Regions from separate parts of the Oryctolagus cuniculus genome. Here region 1 is linked to region 2. The links are chromatin contacts, called in public Micro-C maps. All regions are on one chromosome and are shown on one strand. Each heading gives the region's core, a stretch centred on a gene start, on an enhancer-like site or on the middle of the called end of the contact. The rest is flanking DNA. Distances are from core to core; before and after follow the strand shown. Region 1 holds the start of MRTFA (myocardin related transcription factor A). Region 2 overlaps MRTFA (myocardin related transcription factor A).

Region 1 (4,325 bases), core at 1,742-4,241, 190 kb before region 2:
CTCCAGTGAGTTATCTGCTTTCTTTCCTGCCCGCTCTTGCAGCGTGCTGCAGCGGACTGCCCCGCCTCACGCCGGCCTGGCCCGCGCAGCGTCTCCGGAGGCCTTGCTGGGCCCCTTCTCTGAGTCCTTCTCCCGTGCTAACGGCACTCTTCACGTCGGCGTCCCTCGGGGACCTGCTCCTGGCTGTGGATGGACACCGGCCGTCTGTTCTACTTTCCAATCTTCTCTAGATCCTTGTGGATGGCCAACAAAGGCTCATTGCGTCCAGCATTCTGATTTCGGAGCCTGTGGCCTGGCTCTGCTAGTTCGTAGCTGTGTGATCTTGGGGCAGGATCCTTGATGGGCCTCTCAAAGCCTCAGCTTCCTCATCTGAAGGATGGGGTCGTAGCAACACGTCCCCGGGGACTCGCGCAGTGACAAAGCATAACAAGCACTGGCCAGGCTCTGCACGGTGCCCGGAGCTGTCAGAGGCAGACAAGATGAACAGTGGAAGGTGTCCTGGAGGCAGCGGGACGTGAGCTGGAATCTGATACGTGAAGAAGCAAGAGAAGACGTCCTAGGCCCAAGGATGAGCCTGATGGAAGACTGAACAGGAATGAGCAGGGTGAGCTCCAGCCAGGAAGAGACAGGAAGAGGGAAAAGGACAGGAAGTGCCTTTCCAGGAGCCTGGATTGACAGATTGGTAGGCGGAGACGTTAGTGTTTTCTGGAAGGTTCCTGGCATTGGGTTGGCCCTTCTGCAATGGCAACAACATTGGAAATGTTGGAGACCATTGGAGAGGCCACACCCACGGGACCAGGAAGTTGCCCCACTGGATGGACAGGGACAAAATGCCAGGATGCCAGCTGTATTCCCTGGGTTAGGCTTAACGTTCTCCGTCTGCACTTAGGCATTCCTTACGGCCATACGAGGAGGGCGTTTGGCTTAGGAGCCATCTGTGGTAGAAGGGGGTGGTTGTGAGGTCAGGGCCGGCGCAGTTGCTACGGTTGTCCCTGCAAGGTGTGGCTTGGTAACAGGGCAGGCAGAGCAGAGATGCCCCGGTGTCCCGGTGCCCTGCAGCAGCTGGGTCACCAGGAAGCTCTGGATGTCACTGCACTTTGGGACCGGGCAACATAACTGCCCCAAATTCCGAGTGGAAGGGAGGAGCTTTGGGGATCTTCCCCAAGGCCCACAGGCAGTGACGCACAGCTACTGGGGTTCCAAAGGCTGCCCGTGGCTCAAGCGGGGAGCTCCTGGTACAGTTACAGCTCCGTGCTCCCCTGCGGTGACTGAGCCCAAGGCAAGGTATGGAGTGGGTGAGCCCGTCCATCTGCTGGTTCACTCCCCAGCTGCCTGTAAAGGCCAGGGCTGGACGGAGACGGAAGCTGGCAGCTGGGAATGCCCGCCGTCCAGGTCTCCCTCACGGGTGACAGGAGCCCAGCCGCTAAAGCCCTCTCTGCTGTCTCCCAGGGTCTGCGTAAGCAGCAAGTCGGAGCCAAGAGTGGCACCAGAATTGAGCCCAGGGGCTCCGAGACGGGACGTGGGCATCCAAACCAGCGTCTTAACTGCAAGTCTGAGGAACCCACCCCAGTTTCGATTATTATTATTATTTTTTGCCCCGAAATAATTTCATCTTTTCCAGGAACTTTTTCAAGTTTGTGTCATTTACAAAATAGAAACAATGTAAGTTGTGGCGAAAGAGCCCTGCGGCTGGGAGGTGGGAGGTGAGCGGGCAGTGTCTGCCCTCCTCCGGTGACTAACTCACAACGGTTCTGTGGGGCTGCACGGGATCTGGCCTTGGGGAAAGTGCCCCACCCCAATAGTTCCAGGAGCAGTCCTTTCTCCCAGGTCCACTGTCCTCGGGACACCTGCTGTAGACACTCCTGCCCCGGAGTCACCAGGGCACCGGCTTCCGCCTCCCTGCAGGGAGGTGGGCTCACCCCCAGGGCGGCCACGGCAGCTTATCTCTCTATCACCTGCACCATGACTTACTCAGGGTAAATATTTGTGGAATAACTCATTTTTTTTGGCCAGGGCTTTTGTGGAAGGGTGCTTTTGCCTTGGGGGAAAAGTGTCTGACACGTGGATCCTAACTCCAGCGTGTGGTACTGGCCCCGACGATGACTTACACATGAACAATCCGGAATGTCCCGGCCACCTGGCTGTTGCAGCACTGGCAGACGGCAGCGGCGCCCCCCTGCCCCCCATCTGAGACCCACACCAGCACGCAGGCCCAGGAGCCCGCAGGAGGAGGATGGGGGTCCTCCTAAGAGTTCACTCTCAGCGCCACTTCTCAGCCGCTGGGCCTTGGCACCGGACCTCCAGGAACCTAGAAAACCCTGCTCGCCCCTCCTCCAGCTGCCTGAGGACCCCATCCCAGGAAGCCTCCGGGAAGCGCCCCCTCCCCTTCCTCCCCAGTAGGTCGGAGCTCCGTGCCCTTCTCCGCGGCTGCAGGGTGCGGAGCGAGCGGGGGCCTCGCCCGCCTTGTAGCCCGCGTTCCCGCTCCCTGTGCAAGTCCCGCACCAGGGTCTCGGGCCCCCTCACACCTCCGCCGCACCGGCCTCCCTGGCCCGCTCCTGGGGTCTCCCGATCGACCGCAAGCTCGGGGCTTCACTCCGCGCCGCCCCCTCCCCAAGCCCGGAGCGCTTTCCCCGGGGCGGAGGGGGTCGGCAGGTGTCAGGAGGAGCCCCCCTTCCCACCTGGGGAGACCGACTGCGAGGGCCGGGGCGCCGGGGCCTCGGTGGGGCGGGGGCTGGCCCGGGAATTCAGGGAATCGATCGTCTTCTGGGAAGCGTGACCGTGAAACCCCGACTCGGGAGCCTCAGGCGGGGCGTGAGCCCCTGAGGGGAGGCTCGGGATGGGGTCTGGAGGCTCGCGGCAGGGCATTGACCCCTCGGCAACTCGGCTGTCCGACCCGGCCCGCCGCCCTTCCCCTGACAGGGTGGCCAGGGGCTGCGGCCTCTTTAAGGTCCGACCTCCTCCCACCTCCTCAGAGCCGCTCCGCCAGTTCCAGACTTCCCTCCGCGATGAGGTCATCTCCCCGCCGCCCATTGGCTGCGCCGCGCTGTCAGTCACAGGAAGTCGCGCCGCCGTCCCCTCCTCCCTCGTTCCCCTTCCTTCCCCGAACGCCCCTCTGGGCCGCGGAGCCCTGCCCCGACTGGGCCTCTGATTGGCCAGCTGCGCTGCCACTCCTCCGGCGGGGCGGGGCGGGAGGCGGGAGGCGGCTGTGGTGGGAGGGCCCGCAGCTTCCGTGGCTAAGAGGAGCCGGCGGCGGCTGTGTCTGTGGTGGCCCCGGCGGCGGCGGCGGCGAGCGCGACCGGCCCTGCCTCCCCACCCCCTCGGCTCTGCTCGCCACACGCCCTCGGCGCGCGCCGACCTCTCCCCGGCCCCGCGCGCCCTGCCTGGACGGTGAGCCTCGGGAGGAGCCGCGAGCGGCCGGAGCCGAGCCGGGCGAGCCGCGGAGCCCGGGCCAGGAGAGCGCCGCGGTGAGTGGGAGTCCGGGCCGGGGACCCCTCCCCCACCGCCGCCCCGCCCCGCGCCGCCCCGCGCATCCTTTCTCCTCGCGGCCACGCCGCGCGCGCCCCCGGGGTGCGGGCGTCGCGTCGCCGGTCCTCCCCGCGCTGCCCGCCGCTCCCACTCCTCTCGTCCGTCGGGGCGGGGGTCGCGGGCCGGGGCGCTCGGGCGCAGCCTTGCACCTGTGCACCCGCCGGGCCGGGCCGGGCCTCGCCTCGCCTCGCTGCGCTGGGCGGGGAGGCGCGGGGGTTCCCGCCCAGGCTGCGCCCCGGGTGTGTGCGCGCAGCGGCTGCGGTGGCGGGGTTCCCCGCGCTCTGTGCAACCCTCGGGATCTCCGGGCCAGGAGACGCATCAGGGCTGGATGCCTGAGTGGCAGCCCGAACCCCGCCAGGTGGGCAGGGTCCTGTGCGGGTTTGAAACTTGCAAGCCGAGAACTTCAGCCTCGTAAGAAAGCGTCCGTCAGTGCGCGTTGCTGACAGCCCCTCGCCTGACCCTGCGCCCCTCGGTGGGACCACGAAAAAAAAAAAAAGGGGAGAAGCACTGGTATTGTGCAGCAGCTGGGACTGGACCTTGCGGGGCGACTCCCAGATCTGCCAGTGGCCAGCTTGAGCCTCGGGTTGCTCATCTGGGAAATGGGGGTAGTCGTGTCCATCGGATCTGAGCCTGGCGCGCAGTCAGGGCCCAGGAGCTGTTAGCTGTTGTGAGGTTGAGTTAAGGGCCGGGCTGTGGTGCCTCTGGCTGGATTTCTCTGTTTTCTCCGTGTTATGTAGAGCGGCCTGGTCCCCAGGTAACCGCCTCCCAGGCAGGAGCGGGAGGTGTGTGGCCACCTACGG
Region 2 (4,072 bases), core at 350-2,849:
GCAGACGGAGCGGGGTTACTTGGGAACCGAGGGGCCCCCAGTGCTAGGCCTGGGCTGGGGCCTCCTCGCAGCAGGTGACCTGCCGGCTGCCTGCATCTCCCCACTGTCAGACTCAGCACGTGTCACTCCCTGGGCCGAGAAGGTGATTCAGTGAGGTGATGGCGTTGTTATCAGTGAGCGAGACCCAGGAACTGGTCATTGCTGCACTGAATTTTTCTCTGGGTCTTCCTTCTGGTTCTCTTGAGCAGGCCCTGAGCTGCCGGCACATTCCTCCGGCCTTCTCACCATCCCAGCCTGCCTCCTGGGACGGGGTCAGCACCAAAGGCAGCTGCTGCCTGCATGGGGAGCTCCCAGCTGTGGCTCTTGATGCCTGAAGCCCTAGGGTCCCTCTGACGGGTCCCTGGACCCTCCTATGAGCCTTCCTCACGCCTCTGTGCGCTCAGTCCCGCAGCCAAGCCGACCAGCCTCCACAGTGCCGGGACGCCTCCTACCTCTGGCCTGTGCGTGTGGTTGAAGCCCCTCGCACCCCCTCCTCCCATTGTCTGCTCTATTTCTTGAAGGAGAAGCCACCCAGAGGAGTGGACCGCACTCTGAACTGAGGGCGACCTGCAGCCTGCTGTTCACCGCACGTCGTAGCCGCCCCAGGCCAGCGAGGAGGCACTGGGGGTGCGGTAGCAGCCGGCATGTTGAGTGTGCCTGGGACAGTGCCTGTCACCTCTTGCTGCCACAGGAACATTTTCTTAGCTCAGTGGGGTCAAGTGGGTTCCTGTATACAGCAGCTGTTGGACTGTCACTCACTGCGATAATGGGGTACACCAGGCCGGGAACACGAGGACGGTGCACTGCGCTCCCACCAAGGTCTGGGCTTACGTGTTCCCCTCCAGTCGAGGGATTTGTACCTTAGCGCTTGTGATCACGCTTGGGATGGCCGGAGTAGGCTGCTAGAGCAGCAGTCGGGGTTTCAGACGGTGCGGGACTGGGGCAGGAGGTGGCTGGCCTGCGGGGGCAGCGCAGCAGTGAGTCAGCCCAGCTATGGGCTCTGACTGTAGCACCTCCTCCATGCGGTGAGTGCCCTGGCTTCAGCACACTGCCTCCTGTTTGGGTCTCGCGAGATTCTGAGGTGCAGGGGAAGATGACACCCAGGAAGTGGTCACACCCCGTGCCGGGCCAGCGGTAACTGGGGGAGCCCAGTGCTGGAATGCCAGCCCCTGGCCGTCCACTCAGGACTTGATGAAGGCTGAACCCAGACGAGAGCCAGATTCCTGGCTGGAGTCAAGTGTGGAGTTGGGAATCCTCTCGTTTGTCGCTTCGTGTCACTTCTTACAGAGTAGTCATTATTCACTGAGAGTCCTTGTGGGGGCGTGCTGTGTGTCAGGCCCTGTGAGGAGCAAGACAGACAGGACCCTGCCAGGCTCTGCGGGTTGTGTAGTGTGGCAGGGACCCAGGCCATGCAGGAACAATAGCCTGTGAGACCAACCCGGGCAGGCCAGGAGGGTGGGGCGGGGCCCGCGCGGGGCGCTTTCTCCAGGCCTCCGTCACTGTGGCCACCCTGTCACGCCCACTGCAGCAGGCCTGGGCGGACAGCGTTTGGAGCTGAGCCAGCTTTACGCAGTAGGAGCAGGCCCGGGATGGCTGCGGACCCTTCCAGAATGTCCAGGACCTCCCTGTGGCCTGGAATGAGTGCTGCAGGGGCAGGGGAGGGGCCCGGTGCTGGGGTCTCTCCGAGTTTATTTGTTAAATCTAGAGCTCCCCCTGCTGTTGAAAGATGAGAAGGATCTAAGCAGCACTTTATTTTAATTTTTTAAAAGGTTTATTTATTTAGTTGAAAGAGTTACAAAGAGAGAGAAGTCTTCCAACCGCTGGTTCACTCCCCACTTGGCCACGATGGCCAGAGCTGTGCCGATCTGAAGCCAAAAGTCAGGAGCTTCCTCTGGGTCTCCCATGTGGGTGCAGGGGCCCACGGACTGCTTTCTCAGGCCACAGCAGAGAGCTGGATCGGAAGTGGAGCAGCCGGGACTCGAACCGGCACCCACATGGGATGCCGGCACTACAGGAGGTGGCTTTACCCGCTACGCCACAGCGCCGGCCCCGTGCAGCCATTACTTTGTTTTATATCCTGAGATTTTGGTCTTAAAGAAGTGCTGCTGTGATGTGCGAAGCCTGCTCCTGGGAGCGCGGATGCTGAAGTCAGGCAGGATGGGCTCCTATCTATGTTCCTGCTACTTTTAGCGACGCCTCAGCCTGCTCTCCCACCACAGCCGCCGCCTAGCACTTATCTCCCCAAGCAGGGGCAGTTTCACAGCTGCTCCGAAACTGGAGGGGACAGAAGTGAAACTGACCGCAGTCCTGTAAACTGCTCCCTACTGCCACCGCCCTGTGAAGTGAGTCCGGCCTTTCCCCGTCTTCCCGGCGTCTGAGCTGTCATTTGTCCCGAGAGCCCAGCGCCCCAGGGCTGGATTGAGAGCTGTGCCGTGTGTGCCAGTGGCCCCAGGACAGCGCCGAGCCCACGTCCGCTGCTGGTTGCCAGTGGCCCTCCTCCGGCTCAGCCACACGATTGCTGCGAAGCTCCTTTTAGACCTCAGAGATGCAATTCAGATTCATTTTAGCAGCACTGCTAGCACTAGCCGAAGTGGAAAAGGAACCAGCACCCGAGGAAACAGCACTCAGCTGTCCCACTGAGCCCTTGCAGCCACTCGAGGGGCCCGCGAGGTTGAAGAAGCAAGGCGGACCCGGCCAGCACGCGGCTCTGCCCCTCCTGTCTCCAGGTCCCCAGACTAACAGGCCCGGCAGGTGTCCTCGGGCCCACGCGGCCAAGTCCAGTATATCTCTCAAAGTGAGCCCATGGGTGCCTTCATAGAGCTGGAGCTGGGACTACCCCTGTGGGCAGCCAGGCATGGCCAGTGCGGCTCGGCTGGTGCAGCGAAGCCCCTAAACACCATGCCCGCCCAGAGGTTCGGGCCGCTCGGCCCCCCGCTGGGGCTGGTCGAGCCACTGTGGAGAACCTGAGCTTACGAAGCCGTCTCCACTGCAGGTTGTGACGCCAGGCTCGCTGCTGCCTGCTGCCCAGTGAGGTGACTTTTCGCTTGTTCTCTCCACAGCCTTGAAAAGCCCAGCTGCGTTTCACGAGCAGAGAAGGAGCTTGGAGCGGGCCCGGGTGAGTCACCTTCTTCCCACGGAGCCCCCGTGCACTCCAGGGTGTGAACAGACGCGTCTGCCTCTCCTGTTCGGCCTCCACCGCCCCCTCCCGTGACCAGAGCGGAGTTTCTGCTTAGAACCTTGGGGAGTCTCCCTGATCTCGCTCTGGGGACCACTGGGGGTTCCCCACCCTTCATTCCAGATAGTCTCTTGTAGATGTCAAGACGTGACCGCCAGCCTTGGAAAAGCTCCCTAGTGCAGGGCCGGCGTGCCCGGGGCTGGGAGCCTCACTGGCCCCCGTCCGCCGCTGGACAGCCAGTGTCCACTTGGAACCTGCAGAAAGCAGAAGCAGGGCCCGGTGCCGAGCCCGGTTCCCTGCTGTAGCACCTCACTTGCACTCCTGTGCCCTCAGTTTCAGTTCCCTGGGGACCTGGAATACTCCGCCGTCGCGGGTGGAGATGGGGAAGTCACCAGAACCCACTTCCTCCCCCACCCCCTTTACTTTTGCTTCTGCGTTCAGTGCTGGGGAAACCCCCGCAGTGAAGCTCAGGCCTTGGCTCCCCAGAGTTCTGCAGTTCTTCCTGAGACTCTGCAGCGTTTGCCTCCAGGACTTTTCTTCTGGCTTTGCTGTGTTTTCCCCTCGGAAGTCGTGATTGATACGTAGAAGGGTCGGGCCGGGACTCTGGGAGCCGTGGCAGTGGCACTGTTCTCCTCTCGTTTGCCGAGAGCGGCGGGCAGTCGGAGCCCTGCAGACAGACAGGGACGGAGAAGAGTGGCTTAGAACAGCTTCCGTGTCGCTGAGCACTCGCTTGGTAGAAGAGGGAAGGCTGACAAACTTGTCCTGCTGGCCAGCGGCAAAGCCGGGGCCCCGACCCTCCCCTGTGCCCGCTGGCCAGCGGCGAAGCCGGGGCCCCGACCTTCCCCTGTGCCCGCTGGC

The links. A called contact is a pair of places that touch in the nucleus more often than the background predicts.
Region 1: a contact with region 2 is called in a Micro-C map of ear pinna, with 4 times the contacts expected there. The contact joins the promoter of MRTFA here to the enhancer-like site in region 2. A contact is called at or near these places in 3 of 6 Hi-C or Micro-C datasets (ear pinna, psoas muscle and an unstated tissue).

What each region holds. Positions count from the first base shown.
Region 1 is chr11:116,749,559-116,753,883 of mOryCun1.1, reverse strand. MRTFA (myocardin related transcription factor A) reads left to right here and starts at 2,991. Exons shown (of 14, transcript XM_051834083.2): 1 at 2,991-3,464. The coding sequence starts at 3,006.
Region 2 is chr11:116,558,113-116,562,184 of mOryCun1.1, reverse strand. MRTFA (myocardin related transcription factor A) reads left to right here. Exons shown (of 14, transcript XM_051834083.2): 4 at 3,099-3,154. Among named protein-coding and RNA genes, the nearest start is that of SGSM3, 52 kb to the right of the region's middle. Within about 2 kb of position 1,599, at least 4 of the 8 cell types and tissues checked have an H3K27ac peak or open chromatin away from gene starts, as enhancers often do. A contact at or near this core is called in ear pinna, where this site is marked.